2 separate regions of the Urocitellus parryii genome follow, and region 2 is linked to region 1. The links are chromatin contacts, called in public Hi-C maps. All regions are on one chromosome and are shown on one strand. Each heading gives the region's core, a stretch centred on a gene start, on an enhancer-like site or on the middle of the called end of the contact. The rest is flanking DNA. Distances are from core to core; before and after follow the strand shown. Region 1 holds the start of LOC113175931 (ubiquitin-like modifier-activating enzyme 1). Region 2 holds the start of LOC113175926 (lysine-specific demethylase 5C).

Region 1 (6,032 bases), core at 2,258-4,757:
GTGACAGACCTCACCCACCTGCAACTGGTACTCCAAAGAAGTGTTGGTAAGGACCACTACCTGTATTTAAGAGCAAAAGGTTTAGGCAAGGGCCTGTGACTAAGGCAGACTAAGAGAATAAAAGGGAAATCCCGAGGGTTAAGGGAAAAGAATATCCAGGCTTTTTTGCTGGTTTGGCCCATTTCAACAACAAATATCAATGTAAGTCAGACTCAGAAGGGAGTCTCAGTTTAACAAAGAGGTACTAAAAGGACAAGACTAAGGACAAGCAGATTCATTTATCTGACAAATTTAGATTACAATATATCTATAATCCTGCTGTACCCTAAGAAAAAATGCAAGTCAACCCCTTGTTCCAGTCAATGTCTGGATTAATTCCTATACCTAAATGTTCCAATTCTCAAGAAAATGAAAATATATTATGGAACTTCTGTCTGAATTCCCTTTCCTATTCACCAAAATAAGTTTACATTTCTGTTTCAAGAGTTTTAATATCATAGTCGTCAGGGCAACATAAAAGCACCCAAAGCTCCTCTTATTTAATAAACATCTCTAACACTAACTACCTACTACTATTTTAAGATTGACCCTAAAAAAAAAAAAAAAATTCTGTTAACAATACACATTGCTTTTGTTCTTACTCTACAGAAAGAAAAAACTAACACAGAAGAAGCTTGTTCCTGGTTACACAAACAAAAGAGTTCCAGACTTAACATGAGAGCAGTTTAGCTCCAAGTTGTGTTTGAAAACCACTACACCACAAATGTATGGCTTCCTAGATTAGGAGATTCACCACCCACCCAAAAAGATAAGAGTTTAATTGCTGCCTATGTATATCCCCTAACTTCCAGAACAAAAGCTAATATACAAGGCCAAAACATTAACAAATAAGACATATAATTATTTGTAAAAATTAGGCAGCATGCAGGGTAACACTCACGTACTTGAAAATCACTAAGGAAGTCCTCAACAAGGGGTCCAGTGTAGGTGCTGACAGGCACATAGCTATTAAGTTCAGCAAGTCGGGGTTCAGATACCTCAGCTCGATTTTTACCAATATCCTCCTCATGCAGGTAGAACTACAAAGGGAAAGAAGGAAGAACTAAAATAGATGCAGAGTTTAAGGAAGACTGGTATTTTGTGAAAGGGAGTCAAGAAGAAGTACCTGAGAGGAGAGATCAGCCCATTGAGCAGTGTCCTGGTCATGAAGGGTGACAGCCTTGACCCCACCAAGGATGATATTCTTGGCAATTTCCACACCTAGGCCCTGTAGGCCTGATACTAACACACTGGATGTCTGGAGATGCTTCATTGCTTCATGACCCAATACATACCTGCCGAGACAGATCTCAGTAAAAGCTGGACCCATCCAACCCTACCCACCTTGTACTGAAAGAAAATTGAGACCACCACATTTATTTATCTGACAAAAAAGGATTGTAATCTACCCACAATCCTGCTGTGCCTACTCCAACTTTTTATGTCCCACTTTTGTCAGACTTACAGCTGACGGGAGTAAAGACCTTCATCTATGTCTGTTTCACTGTTTTTTGGCATTCCCTATGGAAGGATTGAAAAAAACATTCAAGATAAGATAAACAAAATCTGGTTTTAATAGCTGAAAAAAGATATTTCCCTACAACCACTCTACAAGCCACCTGCCAGTGTTCAGAAAGAAGGCACTCACGTTTGTTGGTCCTGGGGGCACTTCAAACCTCACAGAGTAGGTAGGAGAGCAGTTAGAACCCAGCTTTGAATCAGGTCCAGATATTCGACGTTTCTTGGACAGCAGTGAGCTGGACATCTGGAGAGAAAAATGAACATAAGAGGTGAGGCACAAATGCGGAGGATTTTTCTGTTGAAAGTAATTCTGGGAAAAGAGAAGATCTACAATACATTCCTATTCTAAAGAGAAACACATAGAGGGTATACTTGGGACCTAAGACTATGTAGAAAGGGGAGAATAAACATGAATAATTTAGAACAGAAAAGATTCAAAAACCAGTCACTGGTAGATTCTAAAGATGGACTGGGTTTCTGACAAATAATAGTGAAACCAATTTTGAACCCTACTTCTGAATGCAGAGCTGGGACCCAGATAAAGTTAGTGGAGTGAGTCTCTGTAAGGGTGATGAGAATCTAATCTGTTAGGGTCTATGAGGCTATGATAAGAACAAGTGAGAAAGACAGTACCTCTATGATGGAAGACTATTTGCTCAAATAATCCTCCCTGAAGTCTGGTTTGGAGGGGAAACACCAAGATTTATGTGAACCAAAAAAAAGAGATGGGATTAGAGCACTCCTCAAAAACAGATGCTGGGAAGGTTCTCTAAAGGACAGCTTTTAACTCAGGGTTACTGATAAGAAGAGAGCAGGAGTTGGGTCAAATTCTGGACTTAGGGATGCTTCTGAAGGTGAGTGGAGGGAAAATAGTCTTTAAAATCAGATTTTAGGAAACTTCTTACAAAAAAATTCTGGAAAGGTAGGTCAAAGTCCTGGATACACATTTTGAGGCTAGGCTGAGGATGTGGGGATGGGAAGGACTATCACAGAGATTAGGAGGCTCAAGATGGTTAACAACACACACTCTCCCCTCCCCACTTCACTTCCCCTTCCCTGCCACCCCATGTGTCTCCTTCTGGATTATGAAAGTTGACTTTGATGGAATCCTGCGATGTGTGAATAGCCATGTCAGGAAAAATGTTTAGTTAAAATAAATAGGCAAATACACTCTTCTAGATATATGGCCCCTTCAGGAAGACAAATACTTCTGGAGGATCTTTAAAGACTCGTGAAACTAGCTGTGATTAGAAATACTGAAACTGGCGAAAATCCACTGAGACTCAAAGGAGTTCTAAAACACAAAATCTAGGAAAGTGATTAAGTTTTTGATTCCAAATATTGGGCCCGAGACTGTTTAAAAAAAAAAAAAAAAGCGTGGCGAAATAACATGTACATTTCCCGGGTTTCGATGCCCAGAGTAGCAAAATAAAGGGTGAAAAAAAGAAAAATACAAGGAGAAAAATAAAGATCCTGTGGGTCTGGAGTCCCTAAACTGTCCCTAAGCCGCCCGGTAACCTCGGGATAACAAGAAACCAGGCTGCGATCTGCTCCGCCTCCCCTCACCCCAGCTAAGGTCCCAGTTACCGCGGTACGCCCCAGAAAAATCGAGTCCTGCTCAGCGCCGGCCCAGGCCCCTCCAATGCCTCCCGACGCCTCTACCAGGGGCTAGGCGCCCAGTAAGGCCGTTTGTTACCAATGCTGGTTCCTGGGTCGCGCCGCCAAAGGAGCCGAAGTCAAACTCGGCTGCCACCCTCTTCCTACTTCCTCCTCCCCGCAGACTGGGGGCCGCCGACAGTTGCAACCTCTGCCTTCCCCTCCCTGGGCAGTTGTGATTGTGGTCCTCCCACAGAAGATACCTCCTTCACCTTAGCCACAGGAACAAGATGGCGACCGCAGAGCCTGAGGCCGAAACAAAACTTTTGATCCTCCGGGAACCAGGATGCAGACGAGCCACGCCTACTTATGAATGATGTATGACGTAAACAGTCCTCCTACGACTCAATTACGTACAGGACTGAGGAGATAACTCCATCTGGTGGTTGGAGTCAGTAAAATGGATATTAATTAGCTCCATTTACGAAGAACTCTTGGACAATGAAGGGCCATTTAAGAATTATGCCTTTTGATCATAAATTATGTATGGCACAAGACCACAGGTAACTTAGAAAAGCCCGTTCTTAAAAAAAAAAAAAAAAAAAAAAAGTTTTGCAACAAAGGTAGACAATGCCGAATAAGTCATAATCGCTCATGGGCTTTTAAATTAGCATTTGATTTAAGAGTTTAAAATGCCATGAGCTGGGATATAGCTCAGTTTGTAGACTGTTTGCCTTGTATACCCGAAGACCTGGGTTCAACCCTGCCCTGCGCCACACACAATAAGTTTAAGATTCCTAAATTGTTCTCAAGGTTGTGTAATTTCCGTCTCATACTCCTATTATACTTCACTGTAAAACCCGATATTTAGTTTTAAGGAAAAGAAAAACCTAGCATATGAAAAACCTATAGAACACTGTTTGGCATATAGTGAATTAAATATTTATTAATGTTAATTGGATACATTTTAACGCTCCATCAAGATTATTACAATTTAAAAACAAATTCAGTAAAATGTCAGGATACAAAATTAACATACAAAAATGACATTTTTTGTACATAAGTAATGAACTTGTAAAAAAAGTAATTAAATCCCATTTATAGCAGCTTCTTAAAATTAGATATTTAGAAATAAACAAAAGAAATGAAAGACCTATACAACAACAACAAAAAAAAACTGTCAGATTATAGAGGACACATACACAAATAATTAAAATAACCATACCATCCAAAGTTATCTACAGATTCAATGAAATTTTCACCAAAATTCCAATTATTTCTTCACAGAAATAGAAAACCAATCTTAAAATTCATATAGAAACACAGAAGACCCAGAACAGCCAAAGTACCAAAATACCAGACTAGAGGCATCACAATACCTACTTCAAAATTCACTACAAAACTATATTTGCTAAAGTTGAATGATTCTGTTATTAAAACACAAAGAATAATGGGAAAACAGAATGTCATTGGACTGTTGATAGGGACTGAATTGAATCTATAGATCATTGTGGAATACAATACAGAACTCAGAAATTAATCCACAAACATATAGTCCACTCATTTTTGACAAAGCCATCAAACACTGGCAAATTAAGCCAGGTGTGGTGACACATGCCGGTAGTCCCAGTGACTTCAGAGGAGGAAGATGGCAAATTCAAAGCCTGCCTCAGCAACTTAGTGAGGCCCCAATCACTGAAAGACTAAACATTTCCTCTATGATCAGGAACATGACAAACTTGTCCACTTATACCACTTTTACTTAAACAGATTTGGAAGTCTTAGCAAGAACAATTAGACGAAAGAAATAAAGGGCAAGCAAGACCTGTTTCAAAAAAAGTGTGTGTGGGCAGGGCAGCACTGAAGATGTTGCTCAGTGGCCATACTTGTACAGAAGAATTAAACTACATTCCTTTCTCTTATTAGACACAAAAACAAACACAAAGTGTACCAAAAACCTAAACCTTAAATATGAAAACATAAAATTACTACAAGAAAATGTAGGGTGAACTATGATATTTAATACTATGATATAGGCAATGAGTTTTTTAGATAGACCTCAAAATCATAAGCAATAAAACTAAAAATGACAAAATAGAAATCTGTCAATCTAAGAAGTTTCTGCAAAGAAAATCAAGAGAATTCAAAAACAACCTATAGAAAAGGAATAAAAATTCTCAAATTATATATCCAATCAGAGCTTAACATCCAAAATATATATATGGAACTAAAAAAATTGTAGACACACAAACAACCCCCAAAAAAGTCCAACTAAAAATGGGTTAAAGACTAAACAGATACTTTAAAGGAAGATACACAAATGAACACGAACAAAAAAAATGCAAAAAAAAATTCTTTTTCACTACTCATCAGAAAAATATAAATCAAAACCACAATGAGATATCATCATATTTCAGTAGAAGACAATCATTAGAAAGACAAGAAATAACAAATGCTGACTAGGATGCGATACAACATACTCTAAAACACAGTACTGGTGGGAAAGTGAATTAGTATAGTCATTACAAAAAAGTATAGAGATTACTCAAAAAACTAAAACCAGAACTGTATATGACCCAGCACTTCCACTACTTGGTATACATTCAAAGGATCTGAAATGCTTATACCAAAACAAGAGTTGTATTTCCATATTTACTATATAGCATTATTCACAACTGATGCCCTTCACAGATAAATGAAGAAAATGTGGTATATTTACTTAATGGAATACTAATTGACCATAAGAAGAATGAAATTCTGTCATTTATACCTTCTTGTATGCAACTGAGAATAGTAAGTGAAACCAGTCGGATAGTGGAAGATAAATATCACATGATCTAACTCAATGAAACCCCTAAGCAGACATATAAAATGGA
Region 2 (6,912 bases), core at 102-2,601, 230 kb before region 1:
CATTACTCCTTAGTATGTATCTGAAGGAAGTGAATTCAGCATATCCACATTTATCAAGACAAGATTCCCATTGCCCAAGTAATGGAATCAAACTAAGTGTCCATCAATTAATAAATGGATAAAATGTGGTATATGAATGCAATGTGGTATATGAATGCAATTGTAATCATACAAAAGAAAAAATCATGCCATTTGCAGGAAAACGAATAGGAGATTATCATGTTAATGAAAGTAAGCCAGACTCAGTCAAATATACATATTTTCTCTAAAAAGAAATGTTTCCTCATTTATCAAGGTGTAGTTGAAATACTCTTTTAAAAAGAAACATTTCCTCATTTATCAAGGTGTAGTTGAAATACGCTTCTAAAAATAAATGTTTCCTCATTTATCAAGGTGTAGTTGAAATACTCTTTTAAAAAGAAACATTTCCTCATTTATCAAGGTGTAGTTGAAATACTCTTCTAAAAAGAAATGTTTCCTCATTTATCAATCTGATCAACCATTTTCCGGGTTTTCTCTTAAATATGTTATCTCTGAGAGAAAAGGAACTAGAAAATTGTTTAATTTTATTTTATCATTTGACACTTACTATGGTGTATTTACTATCTGGTCACTTTCTGTTGATAAAGTGTGTGTCCTTGGCTGGGGCGGGGGAGTGGGAGATTTGGAGTTTTGTTTGCATTGACAGACTGGATTTCTGGCAGTTTCTTTTAGTTATTTGCGTTGTGCTTCAACATTAAACATGAAAGAACTGTTATTGCCAGTTCAAAAGTTTGCTTTGCTCCCCTGCCCACAGTGTCTTCTTTTAAAATCATGTTCTGTATATTTTATGTACACTGGATAACACATTTTATACAAGTTTTTTAGCACCTTTTTCCTGTCTGAAGTGCAATGATAACAAATATATACAAGGAAAGTTAAGTGTAAGTGGAACATTGTACATGAACATAATTGTAACATGATCATAAAATTGTAGTAACAGTTTTCTTCACAAAAGCCAACAAACAGTACGTGTCTGGAAATACATTAAGGCTTAATATGCTGTTGGTATGGACTTTCGTAAACACATTAAGTTCCTTGTAGCTTACACCCGCAGAAAAAATAGAAACATTGTTTTGCTTCTCATTATTCATTAGAAATATTAATCCCATTTATGCGTACACTGAAGAAATTAACCTACTAAGAAATACTGAGCCGAATCTTGTGGTAGTAATTCTCTCTCTGCTCAACCGCACTTGCTGGTTTTACACTCCTTCTGTTTACTGCGCAGGCGTGACGTGCGCAATGCTTCCCTTGAAAAAAGATCCGGCGATACTATTTAAAATCTTCCCTTCCGTTCCGCTCGAGAACTCTTTAAGTTAGGTGGGTTAACCGTCAGGCTGAAAATATTTTCCCGTGGTGAACTCGGTCCTCCATTTTCATTTTTTACTTAGCATGTAAAACGAGTGTCAGGTTTGGAGATAACACCTGAAGTATAGATCCGCGGAGTGACACGGAATTAGTAGGCGGAACACTGAATAGTCAAGATGGTGGCTGCAAAACTGCGAGCCACGAGGTTTGGTAAACAGCTTCAGGGATTAAACTAACTCTGGAATTTGGAAGCAAGTAAAGTTCCTGCGGCCGCGGTGTTTAGCTGGAAGTTCCATGCATCGCTGAAAAGATTGAATTTTATTTTGCGTCTTAGTACTCAGGTCGGACATGGAGCCAGCGTCCGAAGATTTCCTACCGCCGCCTGAGTGCCCGGTGTTCGAACCTAGCTGGGCAGAATTTCGAGACCCCCTTGGCTACATAGCCAAGATCAGGCCGATTGCAGAGAAGTCCGGCATTTGCAAGATACGCCCACCTGCGGTAAGTATGCTTAACGTGGAGTAGGGTAATGCTTTCATTTGCGTTAGGCTTCCCTTATTTAACAAGGCCTCAGATTTATGAATCTGAAGTTTAGATCCTCAGAGTTGAGATTTAAATCTTTCTAACTCATTTCTTATCTTACTTATTAAGTCCGGGCCTCAGGAAACTTGACCAATTGCCAAATTCTTTGTTATGAAGATTTGACGTGGAATGTTTCTGCAAAGAGCCATATGCTGAAGAAATTAACGTAGTCAGAAGTGCTTGATTTAATAACAGAAACAGCGAATAAGACAGAAATTTGTGTTGTTATTAGCAACTTGGCCTGGGATTTTTTTCTCTCTCCCTTAACTTGGGAGTGTGTAAAAACAAACAAAAAGGCACGGAGCATGCGGAAAGGCCTTTTCTGTTGATGATTTGAAACTATTAATTGAAACTGGTAGGAATTTGGCTTAATTAAAAGTGTGTCTTTTAAAAAAATATTTCTTTAAATTTTTGGAGTTGCTGGGAGATTGAACCCAGGGCCTTGTGCAAGTACTCTACCAACTGCGCTACATACCCTGCTTTGATTAAAAATAAAGAATGCTGACAAATGAATCATTATTTAAACAAAACAATGTTTAAGGCCTTAAATTTCTAACTACAATGATGGCTAAATTTATGCACAGCCTACTGCTCTTTTGGCAGGTTTTTACTCTGCACATTTGCTTTTTTTCTATTTATATGTTCATATTTCTCTTAGAATTGATAATTATAGTTAGATGCAACTTTTCCAGAGTACTGAGGGTAAGAAGAAATATTGGGTTAGGTTTGAAAATAAATTTTGTTCACATTAGGTTTATTTTCATTCTTCATAAGACATACTTTTATTCACTTATGTCTTTTCTCTTTTTTCCTTCTGTAAAGTTGGCTCTTAGGATGTGGAGGTTTTTTTATTCGTTTTGATTTTTGAGTGTTAAGGAGGAAGAAGAGCATTTATTAATAGGCTTTTTTCCTTATGGCTCTTCTTTTTTAACTTTCTTTTCAAGAAGCAATCATTGGAAGCTTTTGAAAATGCAAATAAGTACCAGGAAGGAGGGAACAAATGATTATAATTCTCATCCTCTTTCTTCTCCATTGTGCTGTAATCACCTATTTTTTTTTTAACTTCTAGGATTGGCAACCTCCTTTTGCAGTAGAAGTTGACAACTTTAGATTTACTCCTCGAATCCAGAGGCTGAATGAACTGGAAGTAAGTTTGTGAAGTTCACTTTTATAGAGGAACCTAAGTTTTAATCTTGTCTGTTAGTTTTATAATAATGTAGTTAAGGATCTAGGCTTTGAAATCATGCATGTTTAATTTTAACTACAGTTTCCTCTTAGAGTATTGATTTTTCAGGAAGTCTTTTGAAAATTTATTATTACTGTTGTAAAAGGTGGGATTATGAGGAAGGCCTTAAATTTCTGGAAATGATTCATGTATTCTGCAATAGAGTGAGCTTAGAGCTATCAAAAACAGATAAATAATTAGTTTCTCATTTCTTTTCCTATATCAACCTTTCTTATCATTTTGAATTTTCTCAAGGTAGTAAAAGGGCCTTTAAAACATCTTGAGTAAAGTAAACGCTCAGAAGCAAAGATTGCCTCTTAAAACAGTCAACCAAGTGTTCATATTCAAATTAGTATTCAATTTTGTTTTACTGACACTTTGTTTTACTGCTGTGATTTTCAGTAGAATGGGTACTGGAAGCTTCATTTGACTGAAAAGTTAAAAAGGGATAATTTTCAGAAAATGAATTTTGATAATATTTGACATAGAATGGAAAAATATTTTAGTTTTTTTTTTTTGATTGCTTTATCTGTAGTTGGCTATCTGAAGGAAAACATTAAATAGAGCCTAAAAAGTCTTGAGCAAGCCATCTTTAAGCCCTGCATAATTCTTTAAATGTAGCCTCTGAAGACTTTTTCATTTAAAGTATCACCTTATTTCCTCTTGAAGACCCAGCTTATTTGAGCTTTTTGTGGATATTCATGGGAAGGTACATAGTAAAGCCTGAAGTATAGTATATTAGTAGAGAACTGGTACTATAAAGATACTGCTTCTTTACCCACTTTGCACTGGAACAAAGTCAAGTTAAGGAATAAGCCAGCTTCATAGGGCCTTCTCCTCCTCAGGCTCAGACAAGAGTGAAACTGAACTATTTGGATCAGATTGCAAAGTTCTGGGAAATCCAAGGCTCTTCATTAAAGATTCCCAATGTGGAGCGGAAGATCTTGGACCTCTACAGTCTTAGTAAGGTAAGAGTAGTTGATATGTTAAAAAAAAAAAAAAGAAAGAAAAGAAAGAAAGCATTCTTTTATAGAGGATGCTTGTGCTTGGTAGTAGAACATTGTATCTTTGTGGTAGTAAAGGAATGAATGCAGAACCTGATAATATTTTTAATATATTTGGTCCTAAAATGGTTGGCATTGGGGATGATTATATCCCAGATTTCAAGTTTTAGTGCTATTTCTTCTTCTTTTTTGGGGTGTGTGTGTGGGGGGGGTCTCTCCAGTCCAGTTTATTCACATTCCTTTGTATCTTTTCAGATTGTAATGGAAGAGGGTGGCTATGAAGCCATATGCAAGGACCGTCGGTGGGCTCGGGTAGCCCAGCGCCTTAATTACCCACCAGGAAAAAATATCGGATCTCTGCTACGATCTCACTATGAACGCATCATTTACCCCTATGAAATGTTTCAATCTGGAGCCAACCTTGTGGTGAGGACCCTTAGATGGTTTGGGGCCCTAATATGATTTAATTGTTTTTGTTGTTATCTTCCCTTTTTTAATCTGTGCTTTTCTCTTACATTGTGATGTTCTAAGTTTGTATAAAGAGTCTGGAGATACAGAAGTTAGCCTTGGGCAACCTGTTTGTATAAAGAAATCTTATATCTGCTTTACTAATTATATAAGCAATAGAGGGTACTTATCCTGTTACCTCAGCAGTTCCCTGTCTGCTAAGACCTTTTAATGAACCAGATCTTAAGACTGGTGACAAAACTTAAGGTTCAGATCTCCATAGTCCAAAGACCATATTTGTTTCACTCTGCTTTTCAGTTTGCTCATAAAGGTCCAAGGATATTTACTTAAATATCCTCTATTGCTGAATGAGTAGATTTATTTGAATTATATTTTTTTTACTCCAGAGGTCTTTGGTTAACCGTAACGGTCACTCAATTCCTGACCCAATCCTTTTCTTGTTCAGCAGTGTAATACACATCCATTTGACAGTGAGGAAAAAGACAAGGAATACAAGCCCCATAGCATCCCCCTTAGACAGTCTGTCCAGCCTTCAAAGTTCAGCAGCTACAGTCGGCGGGCAAAAAGACTACAACCTGAAGTGAGTATATGTTTAACTTTTTATAAGTAAAGTTTATCTTAAACTTGCTTTTGCATTTTTGTATTGTATTCTTTTTTCCCTCCCATTTTTAATATAACACTGGTTCAATATGAAGTTGGTTGGAAATGAATTTCAGTTATTTTATTATTATTGTTTACAGTTATTTTGTTTTTGCAATTTCACTATTTCACATTTTAAAAGCAAACAAAGCTTTTAATACACTTGATTTTTTTGAAACAGGTTGAGTTTTGTAAAGTAGATCATACAATTTGTTTTTTTGACTATTGTTCTGTGATCTTTTAAGTTATGGTTAATAAAAACCTTGCTGCAAGGAAGGACACAGGAGAGGCTCAAGTAAGCAGTTTTTCATACTGATAAGTCTTCAAAAATAAGTCACTATATATCACTCAAGGTTACTGGGAAACTGTAGTCTTAGTCAGGAGTTAGTCTTAGTAAACAGGTTAGGAGGATTGAGTCCTTGGAATATGGTTAGGAGACTTAAGCTATATAAGCTATACAGGTATTCCCTGGTTGTATGACATCTAGTCTGGAATAATTAAGGTAGAATATTATAGTCCCCTAACTAAGGCTGGACAGACTGGCTAACTGTAAGGTGTTTATGCCTTTCTCTTAGAGGAAGCTTGGCTCTGGATTAATTAGCATTTACCAGAGACACAAGCTTGTGCCTTATGGTGTCTTAAGAATTGGACAGCAAGCTTTACCATTGCCAAATATAACAAAGAGTTGAAACTGTGAACAGTATAGTTTTATTACTTTTCTTCTTGCTAAGCCAATTTTAAATATTCTGCATACAGTTTTTCATACTACTTTATATGTCTGTAACATAAATTACAGTGAAGTAAATCAGATTGAAGTTGTATATTTTTAGGAGTTTTGTGGCTTTGTTTTGTGTGTGCATTGTACGGGAGCTTGAATCCTGGGCCTTACATGCTAGGCAAGGACTGCACAGTTGAGCTACATCTCCAAACCTTTCTTTTTTTGATACCAGGATTTGAACCTAGGGGCACTTATCAGCCGTATTTCCTGCCCTTTAGAGATAGGACTGAGTTGTTTTAGGGCCTTGCTAAATTGCTGGGAAGCCTTTAATCTTATAATCCTCTTTCAGCCTCCTGAGCCTCTAAGATTACAGGCATGTACCACTGCACCAACTTCAAACCTTTTTAAAATTTAAGATGGGTCTTGCTGAGTTTCCCTTTATAGCTTTGCATTTGTGATTGTTCAGCTCTGCTCTTTTGTCTAGCTGGAATTACAGACTTATGTCTAAATAATATTAAATTTTGAAAATTTTAAACTTGAGCATGTAGAACAAAAAATTGAGAATTTTCTATTAAAATTCAGCTGGATTCTACATTAGTCCTTTAATACCTTATGGAAGGAATTACCTCTGGGAAAAAGAAAAAAGAAAGAAGAGTAGCATGTAATAACTTGGAAACCAATAAAGGTTGAAATTTCCAGCCTTGTATACAAAATTTTTTAAGATCAGTCAGATATAGACATCTTTTGTTTTGTAACAGAATATCCATTTTTCTGGAAATTGTAATGATTATTCTTGACTGAATGTGGTGAATATCAGTTACATTTTCTATCAGTCACATTTTCTTTTTTTAAATTTTTTTTTATTTAATTTTTTTAATTATTAGTTGTTCAAAACATTACAAAGCTCTTGACATATTTCATACATTTGA

Evidence for each region. A called contact is a pair of places that touch in the nucleus more often than the background predicts.
Region 2: a contact with region 1 is called in a Hi-C map of muscle, with 3 times the contacts expected there. The contact joins the promoter of LOC113175926 here to the promoter of LOC113175931 in region 1. A contact is called at or near these places in 2 of 2 Hi-C or Micro-C datasets (liver and muscle).

What each region holds. Positions count from the first base shown.
Region 1 is chrY:4,519,584-4,525,615 of mUroPar1.hap1, reverse strand. LOC113175931 (ubiquitin-like modifier-activating enzyme 1) reads right to left here and starts at 3,507. Exons shown (of 22, transcript XM_026380305.1): 1 at 3,429-3,507; 2 at 1,688-1,804; 3 at 1,505-1,560; 4 at 1,166-1,334; 5 at 945-1,079; 6 at 1-60. The coding sequence starts at 1,804.
Region 2 is chrY:4,751,476-4,758,387 of mUroPar1.hap1, reverse strand. LOC113175926 (lysine-specific demethylase 5C) reads left to right here and starts at 1,351. Exons shown (of 27, transcript XM_026380291.2): 1 at 1,351-1,362; 2 at 1,685-1,848; 3 at 2,999-3,076; 4 at 4,000-4,122; 5 at 4,414-4,584; 6 at 5,072-5,206. The coding sequence starts at 1,699.